2 separate regions of the Mus musculus genome follow, and region 2 is linked to region 1. The links are chromatin contacts, called in public HiChIP or PLAC-seq maps. All regions are on one chromosome and are shown on one strand. The core of a region is the stretch at or near the end of the contact, and the rest is flanking DNA. Distances in the headings are between cores, read along the strand shown. Region 1 has its middle 14 kb from the start of Sowahc. Region 2 has its middle 20 kb from the start of Ddit4.

Region 1 (6,474 bases), core at 1,741-4,240:
TCATCTGATGTGTGTGTTAGTTACTTTCTGGCCCATAGAACAAAATGACCAAAAGCATTCTATAGAACAAAGTTTATTTGGGCTTATGTCTGAGAGAGAGAGAGAGAGAGAGAGAGAGAGAGAGAGAGAGAGAGAGAGGCAGTGAAAATATTGTGGTGGTTTGAATATGCTTGGCCCATTGGAAGAGGCACTATTAGGAGGTGTGGCCGTGTGGGAGGAAGTACATCACTGTGGGGGTGGGTCTTAAAGCTCCTTCTGGTGCTGGAGAATAAGTTTCTCCTGGCTGCAGTCATATCAAGATTCAGAGCTAGCTCTCAGCTCCTTCTCTAGCACCATGTCTGCCTGGATGATGCTGCGCTTCCTGCCATGACGATAATGGACTAAACCTCTGAACTGTACGCCAGCTCCAACTAAATATTTGCCTTTGTAAGAGTTGCTTGGATCGTGGTGTCTCTTCACAGCAGTAAGACCCTAGCTAAGACAGATATGAAAGCAGACACTCAGAGGAGGAAGCTGGCTCATTACCTTTCCATCCACATAGGAAGCAAAGACAACAAGCTGGAATTGAAGCAAGAGAATGAGCTCTCGAAGCTCACTCCCTGTGACATACTTCCTCCAGCCAGGTCACATCTACTAAACATGGTATAACCACTACCAAGTGGGGACTAAGAACGTGTTCAAGTAGCCGAGCCTGTGAAGAATATTGCTCACTCAAACCACTAGATCCCACTCCCTCAAAATTGTTCAAAAATCCAAAACTCCTTCTGAGATTCAAGACGATCCCTTTGCAATAGCCCTCTGTAAAAATCAAAGGGCAAATATCATACTTTAAGCGTATAATGGCACAAAATATTCTTCCCCATTCCAAAAGGGAGGAATAGAGGCATAGTAAGGAAGTACTGATCCAAAAGAAGACAGGGTCCCAACAGAGCAAAACACCAGGTCTTATTGCTCCCTGTGGAGTAATCTGGGACTTTAGATAGCTCCACCTCCCCAGCTTTGCTTCTCCCTCCCTCGACCCTCTTTCCTTCCTCCATCTCTCCTTCCCTCTTCCCCTCCTTCTCCCCGTGTATGCAGCTGTCCTTGGCAGATGTCTCCCAGCTCTGGCATCTCAGCTGGAACCCAGACTTCACTTTCACAGTTTCAGGCCATGGCCCCTCATGACCTCACAGGGATTCCCCTGTCACATGTTGCCTGGCCCCAGCAGCTCTCTGAAAATTAAGAGGAAAAACTCCCAAAGTCCTGACTCTTGCCTTCACCCTTCCAAAACCAGCACCATATGACGGCACTTCCAAGTTTGGCTGTCAGCTTAGACTGGGCTCCTCCCTCCTTTAACAGCATTTGAAGTAACTTCTGTACGTTCTAGCAGCAAGCAACCCACTGAACTTCTTTCACAGGGTGCAAGCTCCGCTGTGTGGGCTCTTGCCCTAAGTGTATCCTTCCCATTGTTCCAATACAGATAGGAGTATCTTTCCATCTTTTCCCCCTAAGGTAATTAATTTTTTTTTGAGAATTTCATATGAGTACTGTATTTACATCATTCTGCCTCTCTCCATCCCTAGGACATAAGTGTTATTAAATCATTTGGGATATCTTGCCATTCTATGATTGTGGGTCATAGGCATTACAGCTAGGAGAACTAGTGGTTTTCTCTCTTAGTGCCTTGTAAAGCTCCTTCAGATACTGTGAGAGCCCATGCTTAGGGAGAAGAGGCCTCTTATTAATGGTTCTAGTGCCTCTCTCCAGCACATGCCTGACTATAACAGCCAGTTTCCTACTACCCTCTTCCCACCCCCCACTATGATTGGCATGGTCTTTCTGTCTCTTCAGCAGTGTAGTCTTCACCTGAGTAACTGCTCAGCCTGCTTCAGGTGTGTTGGAATAAACCCTGAGCTGAAATGATCAACACAGAAATAGTTATTGCTAACCATGTTGATTAAGTCAGTTCAAAGCTTTATCATTTTTTCTTGATGGCCAGACCAAGAGTGGGCTTGTGTCTCTAAAAAGTCTCCTGGTGTCCAGGCTTAGGGAAACAGAGTTTTTAAAGGAAAAAATTAAAATTAAAAAAAAAAAACTCACAAAGACTATAATTTATGTCAAAACTGGATGAAAGTCAAAGTAACCTTGAAATGTTCATTCCTAGCAGAGCACGGTAATTATCTCAGACACAATGCCAGTTATCTTTGACTTTTATCTTTTTGGGCTATTTTAGTTTACTTTTATTACTTTGACTAATACAAGTGGACTGAGGTCAAGGTTCTGGACATCTCTAATGTGTTGCTGAGGCAGACGGTGGTGGGGAGGAGGGATCGAGGGCTGTGGTGGGGAGGAGGGATCGAGGGCTGAGAAGTGTCACAAACACAAAATGGAGCCAGAACGAGATGATGTCACCATAGTCATTTCTGAACAAACTCTGCCAGACCCTGGCCAAGGAAGTTTCTGTTCCCCTAAGCTTGCTGAAATCCCCCACCCCCATGTCGAAACTCCTGCCCCTCTACCTCATTGTCATTGCACAACTTGGTCACCCATTGTCACCCCATGCCTGTTGCCTTCGCTCAGTTTTCTTAAGTCTAGAGCTGTTTCCTAAATCTGAATGTGATTTCAGCTCTTAGGATGGCAATAACAGCCCATGAAGAGAAAAATGCTGGTCAAGAGAACAGAGGCTCTGACTTGGGAGGTGATCTAAAATTCTACTGGGCTCAATCACCTGGTCTAGGAATCACCCCACACTGAAGAAGGTGGGCTGGCTGGCCTTAAGCCATGTTAAGGAGCTAAGTAGAATAATTAGTCCTTCAATAAGATACCATACTTTCCCAGGGAACAGCACAGTAGCTTAATAGGCATGGCCTGCAGCTTTGGGAATCTTACGTTTTTTGTTTGTTTGTTTTTTGTTTTAATTATTAGGAAAAGCCCAACTTCCCCTGCACTTCTGTCTTTTCTAAGCATGCTTTCTCTAACACACACGTTGGGACTTCCCCAATGTTTGGGACTCTTTGATCTTTTTTAATGCCTTCCTGCATGTAGCTCCTTCTCCAGCCCATGAGTGACCTTCACGCTAGCTTAAAAGGCATGTTTCTTTTCTCTTCCCTCTGTCATTGCCCTCCTCCAGAAGTCTGCTGAAGCTTACAGCTTACCTGGGAGCTTTTTCCTTTAAATGCTAACAAAACTGTCCTTAAGCTTCAATCTGAGTCTGTTCTTAAATTCTGTTGTCAGTGTGACTAAGGAACCTCGGAGAGGATCCCAATTTCCCCTGGATCACAGCCCCACTGCCTTATGGTTGTTGATTCAATTCCTGGTTTACACAGTTCTCTTAGTTGCCAGGCAAGTCCCAAGTCCCATCCCTCGACAGAAAAGGGAGTCACTAAACTCAGTGACACTGTGTGACTTTTAGGGATTTCACTTTTCTTAGATTGTTCCTGGAGTTTCCAGCCCCAGGAATAATAAGCAAACTGTGAGCAGCGTTTGTTAGGCTACTCACAGACTGAGCAGAATCAAAGGATAATGGCGGGATTCACAGACCCGCAGGATTCTAAATGTCACTGTGAAGTCCAAGACTGAGTGAGGTTATACACTTCTACAATATTTTTATTTCTAGGGTGCTGTTTAGTCAGGGTTCTCTAGAACAGTGGTTCTCAACCTTCCTAACACAGTTCCTCAAAACAACCTTCAATACAGTTCCTCATGCTGACCTGAACCCCCCATCCATAAAATTATTTTTGTTGCCATTTCATAACTGTAATCTTGCTACTGTTATGAAATATAATGTAAATGTTTGTGGTTTCCAATGGACTTAGGTGACCTTGTGAAATGGTTGTTTAACCCCTAAAGGGGTTACAACCCAGGGATTGAGAACCTCTGCTCTAGAAGAACAGAACTTATAGTAGATGGCTATCCTCTCTCTTTCTCTCATCCATCCATCCAACTGTCATCTGTCTATCTATATTTATATATAGAAAGAGGAAAGTCTTACAGACTGTGGATCAGTTAGTTCAACAATGGCTGCCTACCAACAGAAGGCCTAAGTTTCCTGTAGCTGTTCAGTTTATGATGCTAGATGTCTCAGCTGGTCTTCATTATCCTTAAGAAGTAGGCTCTCTTGCCAGCGAAGGAACGGACTTGTTAACAAGAGCAACAGTGAGAGTAAGCAGAGAGCAAGCCTTCTTCCATGTCCTTTATATAGGCTGTCAGCCAGTGACATGGTTGAGATTAAAGGTATGTTTTCCCACCTCAAAAGATAGGGACTAAAACTGGATCTCCCTACTTCAAATGATTTAATTCATCCCTTACAGATGTACCCATTCACTTGGGTTTTAGTTCATTTCAGATGTAGTCACGTTGACAACCAAGAATAGCCATCAGAGGTGCTCATTTTCTCTCAGTCTTGGGAACTGGATTACCAAGAGTCTAGGGTTAATGCTATATTGTAAATGAGTTGGCTGACAGATTGGAGGAAGAGGCTTGAAGTGGTGGTAGAATAAACATTTCCAATATTCATCAATTTGGTGAATAAGAACAAGAGACTTGGTAATTTTACTGAACTAGCACAGAGTCGCTCGATGCAGCTGATGTCCGACAAGCAGGCAACACCCAAACTCTGTCTGTGCTTCTAGTCTAGAGACTTGTTTCTCTGGCTGATGTGAATAGCTGGTGCATTCCTAAGCAAAGGTTGCACTGCGCACCAAAGCAGGCACAGGACGTATTTGGTTTTAATGCGGGTGGTGACTGTGTCTTTCCCCCAGTTGGCTGAGGTCTGATCACATAGTCTTTCAATTAGTTAGCCTTAAAAGAATCGGTCACAGGAAATGAAGGAGCGGGGAGGAAGAAGTCGCTGCCTTAGACCATCAAATTTCTGGAATGCAGCAAAAGGGTCTTTGTATAAACAAAGTCTCTCTCTCTCTCTCTCTCTCTCTCTCTCTCTCTCTCTCTCTCTCTCTCTCTGTGTGTGTGTGTGTGTGTGTGTGTGTGTGTGTGTGTGTGTGTTGGGGGCAGGAGGTGGGTTAAAGATCCTAGTCAAAGTCTTATATGGCAAGGAAGACAAAAAGATTTGAATTCCTTATAAAGACCTGATTTATAATATTTGGTGGAAAAGAGTCATATTTGATGTTTCTTACAATAACTGTTTCCTGCAGCCCAGCTCCCAGTACTATACATTCTCCCTTTGAGAACTTTCTGCTCAAGGTTACAGATGAAACATTTTATTTTTCCCAGAACATTCAGGAATCATACTTGCAAGACTTGGGACTAGGAGTGGAATAGAGAACTTGCCTAGTGTACATGAAAACCTGGGTTATGTCCTCAACACCACAAAAACAAAAAGGTCATTAAGACACAAAGGAGAGCAGAAGGGATTTAAGTCCAGAGGTTAGAGCACAGATCTGTGTCTGGATGCAGATGCTGGAGTTTTAGTTCTTATTGTCTTTTTCAATGAACTGTATAAAGACATAAGGATAGTTACAGGAAAAGAAACAGTTTATTGACTAAAAATAGAGGAGTTTGAAGGTGTACCAACTGCACCTGTGGCCTTGCCTGGGACAAAAAGGACAGAGCCAGGGTCATATGACCTTTTCTGGGTCTTTTATATACTATCTTTCTCTCCCAAGTTCCTGTAATGAAGACTTGCTCAAGCCTATCCCCTTGTTTGAATGAACCAAGGTTGGCTAAGGCCTCCCAGTCTTTCATATGTTCTCAGACTCTTCCTCCCATTCCCAAGCTGCCTCACAGGGAACCTAGATGTCTGACAAGAGATAAACTTCCAGGATGCTGGCGGATGGAAGTGGCCTTCCTTTCCCTTCCAAGGAGCCCCAGGTCGGGTGCATGCTCCTTTGGCTGTGTTTTCTCTCTGTGTTTGTTATATTTGTGGTCTCCAACTTGACTTGACTTGTCTTAGGTTCTGCCTGATAACCCAGGAAGTGGCTCTAGCTTTAGATGGCCAAAGGTAGCTCTCAAAATGTGGGAAGAGAGATGGTGATGGAGGGAAGGTCAGTCATCCAGACAAGTAATTTTTACAATGTAATCATTTAAAAAAATCAAATATATGCAAAAATACATAATAAATAAAAATGTTATTAGTTTTAAGGAAAATGCCTCCATTCTGTCACCCATCCTAAAATACCAATTAAAGATGGGTAATGGTGAAAAATGGGAAAAGGAGACTTAATTAATGTGATATATTGGGAGGAGGGACAAAGAGACGGGTTCAGTGACTCCTAAGTCTTGCAGAGGTAATAATGAGAGTTTTAGGCTTACTGGAGGAAGGTCTGGGGAAGGAAGCAAGATGCATACTTAGTTAAAGAGTCTCCTTCAAAGTAAGGTTCTTTCCGCTCTAGTGTTACAAAGTAGTTCCAAGAATTCTGGTCTTGAGCACACAAGCTGTTCTCACTGCGGAGATAACTGCGCATGCTCCAGGTGTGGTCATAGATGTTATAGATAACTTTTTTTCACGAGCAGGGCCTCCTGGAGGTCACTGATGCTGGA
Region 2 (6,474 bases), core at 1,465-3,964, 700 kb before region 1:
TGAAACTGTCAGTCACCAGCCACTTCCATTCTCCTCTGTACAGTGGGGTGGTCCTCGAGGCCTCCCTCATGAGCTGAAGGGGGTGCAGGTGTACACGCTTGCATGGATGTACCAAACAGTTGTTAGCTCTGTGCAGTCACTATACTAAACGGTAGAAGACTGGGTACAATCTGGAGCTAGACTTCCTGACATCTGGCAAGCGTCCTACCCTTCCCAGGCCTCAGTTTCCTGCTCTATAAGACAAGGAAAATAAAATCTGTCCCAGGAGCTATAAGAGTTAAATGAGATAATCCATGAGGAGATTTTGAGGGCTAGTAATATCATATCACACACACACACACACACACACACACACACACACACACACACACACAAGCTCATGGGGGGGCTTTGAATATAAATGCAGGACGCATGGTTAAACAATAAACCATGTTTATGATAACAAAACCTGCTCTCAAGATTTCTGTAATGTGGGGTTGGGGATTTAGCTTTGTGGTAGAGCGTGCTTAGCAAGGGCTCCACCCTGGGTTCAATCCTCAGCTCTGGGGGGAAAAAAGAAGAAAGAATTCTGTAATGTGTAATGTCAAAGAATAACATCCACTATTCTAGGTAGGCATGTAGGGAACTACAGCAGGAGGATCACTTAGGTTCAAGACCAGCCTGGGCTATATAGGTTGTTTAGAGGCCAGCCTAGATTATATAGCAAGAATAAATCTGTGATGTTGATGTAGGAACAATTTAGTCCTACTTATCTAATGATAGACTTTTGAGAAATAAAGGCATTTAAGGGACTTCCTAGGGGCCCTGCACAAGCATAGTAGCTGGCTGCTGTAGAAATCCTGCTTGCTTTAGAGAGAAGAAAGCAGCTGGAGACATGGAAGATTTACTCTTCTGCTTAGAAGCTAAGACACAGCGGCAAGGCCACCGGGGTAGCTCTAACTCTGGCTAAGTGTGGGATAGCCCCCCAAGGCTGTAGGCACTAACTTAGCTCCGGAAGGCTGCAGTGCCCTCCCACAAGAGGAACTGCAGCAGAGCAGCAGAGGTGAGGACCATGCTGGGCACAGAAGGGAAGAGCTGGGGACTGGAGGTCAGGAAAGGTGACCTCTGCCCCCAGGGGCTTGGTGCCAGGCCAGCCCCCATTAAGGACAAAGTGAACCAGTAGGGCGCTGGGGTTAGATAGCCAGCACACCATCCTGGCTCCAACTTGACAAATGGGTCTGTTCAGGATTTAAGGATGCCCTGCTGAGAAAGTTCCAGAGGTCCCTCTGTCCCTGAGCCAGCTGAGTCAGGCATTTGCAGCACATACTGTAGAGCAATCCTGAGCAACCCTGCTGGTGCACTGTCAACTTCTCTGAACTGCAGTCTGCAAAGTGGGCGTGTCCGGGTTTTCTTTTTTTCTCTCCTCTCCTCTCCTCTCCTCTCCTCTCCTCTCCTCTCCTCTCCTCTCCTCTCCTCTCCTCTCCTCTCCTCTCCTCTCCTCTCCTCTCCTCTCCTCTCCTCTCCTCTCCACTTCTCTTCTTTTTTCCTTTTTCCTTTACTGGAGAAAGGAATGACTATTTGGCAAAAAGGTTGATCAGAACCTAGCACTGAGCCGGGCAGTGGTGGCGCACGCCTTTAATCCCAGCACTTGAGAGGCAAAGGCAGATGGATTTCTGAGTTCAAGGCCAGCCTGGTCTACAGAGTGAGTTCCAGGACAGCCAGGGCTACACAAAGAAACCCTGTTTCAAAACAAAAACAAAAACAAAAACAAACAAACAACCCCCCCTCCCCCAGCACTGAACCTTCCAGCCTGTGGCATGCTGAGGCCTCCTTGTTTACTAAGGAGAACCGGCCCCAGGAAGTGAGGCCCAAAGACCTCTGGGTGGAAGTTTCTTTGGTTTGGTTGAGGTCCAGGAAAGCATCCTTCCTGACTTTTGACCAGCACAGGCCACACCAAGAAGCCTGTGCGTGTTGGTGTTGGTGATGATGCTAATGATTGAGACAGGGCTTCTCTGTGTAGCCTTGGCTGTCCTGGAACTCGCTCTGTAGAGCAGTTTGGCTCCAAACTCAAACTCAGAGATCTACCTGCCTCTGTCTGCTGAGTATTGGAGTTAAGGGTGTGTGTCACCACTGCCCAGCAAAACAGGGTCTTATGTAGTCCAGGCTGACCACAAACTCTTTGTAGCCAAGGATGCCCTTGAGTTTCTGTTCTTTTCTTCATCTCTTGAGTGCTAGGGTTCGAATTTGGGCATTGGATTTGAATTCATAAATGTTAGACAAGCACACTCTACCAATGGAACTACCAAGTTGTTAATTACCTAACTAATTAATCGTGCTGGGGATGGGATCCAGGGTCACGAATGTGCTAGACAAGCATTCCACCAACAAGCTATACCCCTGGCCCTCGGAGTTAATCTTCATAATCCTTACTTCCCCCCTCCGTTTTGTGAGACAGCCTTCCTATGTGTTCCTAACTGTCCAGGAACTTGCTATGTAGGTGTGGACAGACTTGAACTTGTGGCAATCCTTCCCTTCTTGTGCCTCCCAAGTGCTGGGATTATAGACATGAGCCACTCATGTCCCACAAAAAAAATCAGCCTTAGTTACAGCTAAGGCAAGTGAAGTTCACAGAAAGGTCCTGTTCAATATCAAGTCCAGGGCTCACCCCAAGCAGCCTCTCCCACAGAGCACACGTATGGGCTGAAGGACAGCTTCAACTGTGCCCAGAAGCCTGGTGTCCCCTTTTTGATCTTTCACAAGGCTGAGCTACCAGTTCCTGTCGGTTAACCCCCCAGAGAGAGTCTGACGCAGTTTGACTAAAGGAAACCACCAGTCTTGGCACGAACTGCCCTTCCTGGCAGGCCGACTGAGGTCAGGGTGGGTGGAGCTGGGAATGGCATTTCTTATTCCTTTCCCCAGATACCCATGGACTACTGCCTGGGTATTGGGCTCACCTTGAGCCTCAGTGTCTTCGTCTGTACAATGGGGTGAAGGTTCCACTCCTCTATTGCTGGGTCCAGTTGAGAGAGTTAAAAAAACAAAAATTCTTTGAGCCAGGCAGTGGTGGTACATGCCTTTAATCTCCAGCATTCAGGAGGCAGAGGCAGGCGGATCTCTATGAGTTCAAGGTCAGCCTGGTCTATACAGAGAGTTCAGGGATACACAAGGGAAACCCTGTCTCAAAAAAACGAAACCAACCAACCAACCAACTCTCTCTCTCTCTCTCTCTCTCTCTCTCTCTCTCTCTCTCCCCCTCTCCCACACGCACACGCACACAAAACAAACAAAATAACATTCTTAGGCCAGGCGTGGTGGCACACACCTTTAATCCCAGCACTCGGGAGGCAGAGGCAGGCAGATTTCTGAGTTCGAGGCCAGCCTGGTCTAAAAAGTGAGTTCCAGGACAGCCAGGGCCATACAGAGAAACCCTGTCTTGAAAAACAAAACAAAACGTTCTTAGGATGTTTATTCTGAGGATTAAAATAAAGTAAGAGGTGTTGACTCCTCCTTCGCCCCTGAGAAACAGAGACAATAGGTCACTGTATGAAGTCATGAAACGACAAGGGGATAAGGATTCGAACCAGTCACCCAGGGTGGTAAAACCCTTATCATCAGCCCGGCATGCCTTTAATCCCATCACTTGGGAGGCAGAGGTAGGCTGATTTCTGAGTTCGAGGCCAGCCTGGTCTACAAAGTGAGTTCCAGGACAGCCAGGGCTACACAGAGAAACCCTGTCTCGAAAAATCAGAAGAAGAAGGAGGAGGAGGAGGAGGAGGAGGAGGAGGAGGAGGAGGAGGAGGAGGAGGAGGAGGAGGGGAGGAGAAGAAGGAGAAGGAGGAGGAGGAGGAGGAGGAGGAGGAGGAGGAGGAGGAGGAGGAGGAGAAGGAGAAGGAGAAGGAGAAGGAGAAGGAGAAGGAGAAGGAGAAGGAGAAGAAGAAGAAGAAGAAGAAGAAGAAGAAGAAGAAGAAGAAGAAGAAGAAGAAGAAGAAGAAGAAGAAGAAGAAGAAGAAGAAAGGCCCTTATCACCTTCCTTTACACTCCCTCCTCATCTGGCCTCGGACTCTCCAACCTTGCAACCACGGCCTCAGTATCCATCTGGATTGTCTAGAAGAAATCCACCCTCCTACCCACTCCCTGCACCCCGCTCAGCGTGGGAAGAGATGTCGCCCCCCCCAAGCTTCCCCCCACCCCTGCCCTCCCAGCTCCAGGGCCCTACTGACATCCACATATTACAGCTGGCTTGAGGGTGCAGACCCGCACCCAGCTTGGTCTCACGCACTGTTTTTGATTGGTTCCTTCTGGTGGCATAGACAAGGTGTCAACTTTAGTAGCCAATGAGAAAACGCTCAGGGAGATGTGGTTGCTACAGCAACAGAGAGCAAAATCCGGTTTCTTTCACTGGGCACAGAGCCTGCTCTTTCCAGGACCTGCCACACAGTGGTCATATGCTCTACAGTAGAAAGAATCGGGAGACCGAAGTTGGGGGATTCCTAAGACCCAAACCCTTGACAAACGCTGAGTGTGAATGAGCCTCCACGCCAAAACTGATGAGAGCAGGCTGTCTGGAGGAGGTACTCAGATTTCTAGGTCTTTCTCTTGGATCGGCTGAGGAAGATGTTGTACTCCTGGCCCCCAGGACCTGCCTGAATGGCACCTTCTGAAAATAGGATAGGTAAAGATGCTTGCCGCCAAATCTGACAAACACTCATTTCTGGAAGACCAGAGTCCTCCTACACGTTGTCCTCAGGCCTCCACGAGCAGCTTGGCAGCGGCCAGCTTCCCCTAATATATACACAACTGAATTGTTTCTCTTCCTTCCTTCCTTCCTTCCTTCCTTCCTTCCTTCCTTTCTTTCTTTCTTTCTTTCTTTCTTTCTCTTTCTTTCTCTCTCTCTCTTCCTTCTTCCTTCCTTTCTTTCTTCCTTCCTTTCCCCCTTCCTTCCTTCCTTCCTTCCTTCCTTCCTTCCTTTCTCTCTCTCTCTTTCTCTTTTTAAAGAATAAATCAGAGAAGAGCTGGAGAAATGGCTTCACAGTTAAGAACCTTTGTTCTATTTTTTTAAAGATTTATTTATTTATTTTATGTATAATGACTACACTATTGCATTCTTCAGACACACCAGAAGAGGGCATCAGATCCCACTACAGATGGTTGTGAGCCACCGTGTGGTTGCTGGAAACTGAACTCAGGACCTCTGGAAGTGCAGCCAGTGCTCTTAACCACTGAGCCATCTCTCCAGCCCCAAGAATTTTTGTTCTTACTGGAGGTGGTGGCACACTTAATCCTAGTACCTGGGAGGCATAGGTAGGTGGATCTCTGTGAGTTCAAAGTGATCTACATAGTGAGCTTGAAGACAGCCAGAACTACATAGAAAGAAAAACAAAGAAACAAACAAACCCAAACCCAAAAGACCCTACAACAAAACAATAACAACAACAAAACAAAAAACCCACTTGTTTCGAGAGACCCTGGTTTGGCGCCTGGCATCCACATGGGTAATTCAGCCACTTGCAACTCTAGTTCCAGGGTATCCAACTCTCTCTTTCGAGTTGGCATGCATGCGATGCACATAAATATGTACAGGCAAAACACTTTCATGCATAAAAATAAGTAAAATAAAAATATATTTAAGGGCTGGTGAGATGGCTCAGTGGGTAAGAGCACCCAACTGCTCTTCTGAAGGTCAGGAGTTCAAATCCCAGCAACCACATGGTGGATCACAACCATAACCATCCGTAATGAGATCTGACTCTCTCTTCTGGAGTGTCTGAGGACAGCTACAGTGTACTTACATATAATAAATAAATAAATCTTTAAAAAAAAGAGAAAAATTTAAAAATATATATATTTAAAACGGACAAAGAAACTTGGTGTGGAGCAATGGAGTGGACAGAGCCACACAGGCCAACACAAGCGGCCATCTTGCTGAACCAGCCACTTGCCAGGCAGATCAGAAATTGCCAGCCAAAACCACCCAGGGCAGGGTGGGGACAGATGCACACCAAGGCTGAACTGTGCCTCTTACACTGCTCTAAGTCCGGCCAGGAAGAGAGGACCAGGGGTCAGTAGGGCCATGGCCTTGGGCATCTTGCCCTGGCTTTACGTTCAGTCATGTCCGGTGCTAGGCAGTCATTAACCTCATCCTCTTCCCAGGACAAAGGAAGGTGACCAGGTTCATTAGCCTCAGCTCATAGATAAGGAACGTTGATTGGGGAAGACGCTCACCCTCAGGCCCAAGGCCTGGCATTTGGCTTGGCGGGGCTGTGGATGCCTGTAACTCCTTGACGTAGAGTCTTGTCAAGGGAAGCTCTATGCCTGCCCATGCTGAGGAGGCTGGGACTATGGAGCTCCATGGTCAGGGAGGTCGAGAGCCCTGTCTCTGCTGGTCTGGGGCCCCAGGAGTTCTTCCTCATCTGCTATTCCTGTAGAAGTCTGGTTCTCCCTCCCAGACCCATGCTCTCAGAAATAAGACTCAGGCTCAAAAATATATTTACAAAT

What was found. HiChIP or PLAC-seq counts read pairs in DNA pulled down with a chosen protein or histone mark.
Region 2: a contact with region 1 is called in an H3K27ac HiChIP or PLAC-seq map of bone marrow-derived dendritic cells, with 4 times the contacts expected there. The contact joins two enhancer-like sites. A contact is called at or near these places in 3 of 115 datasets of contacts at active chromatin or transcription factors (bone marrow-derived dendritic cells, microglia and pancreatic cancer cells).

Annotation. Positions count from the first base shown.
Region 1 is chr10:59,232,622-59,239,095 of GRCm38.p6, reverse strand. No RefSeq gene overlaps it. Among named protein-coding and RNA genes, the nearest start is that of Sowahc, 14 kb to the right of the region's middle. Within about 2 kb of position 2,990, at least 60 of the 459 cell types and tissues checked have an H3K27ac peak or open chromatin away from gene starts, as enhancers often do. A contact at or near this core is called in bone marrow-derived dendritic cells, where this site is marked.
Region 2 is chr10:59,929,026-59,935,499 of GRCm38.p6, reverse strand. No RefSeq gene overlaps it. Among named protein-coding and RNA genes, the nearest start is that of Ddit4, 20 kb to the left of the region's middle. Within about 2 kb of position 2,714, at least 136 of the 459 cell types and tissues checked have an H3K27ac peak or open chromatin away from gene starts, as enhancers often do. A contact at or near this core is called in bone marrow-derived dendritic cells, where this site is marked.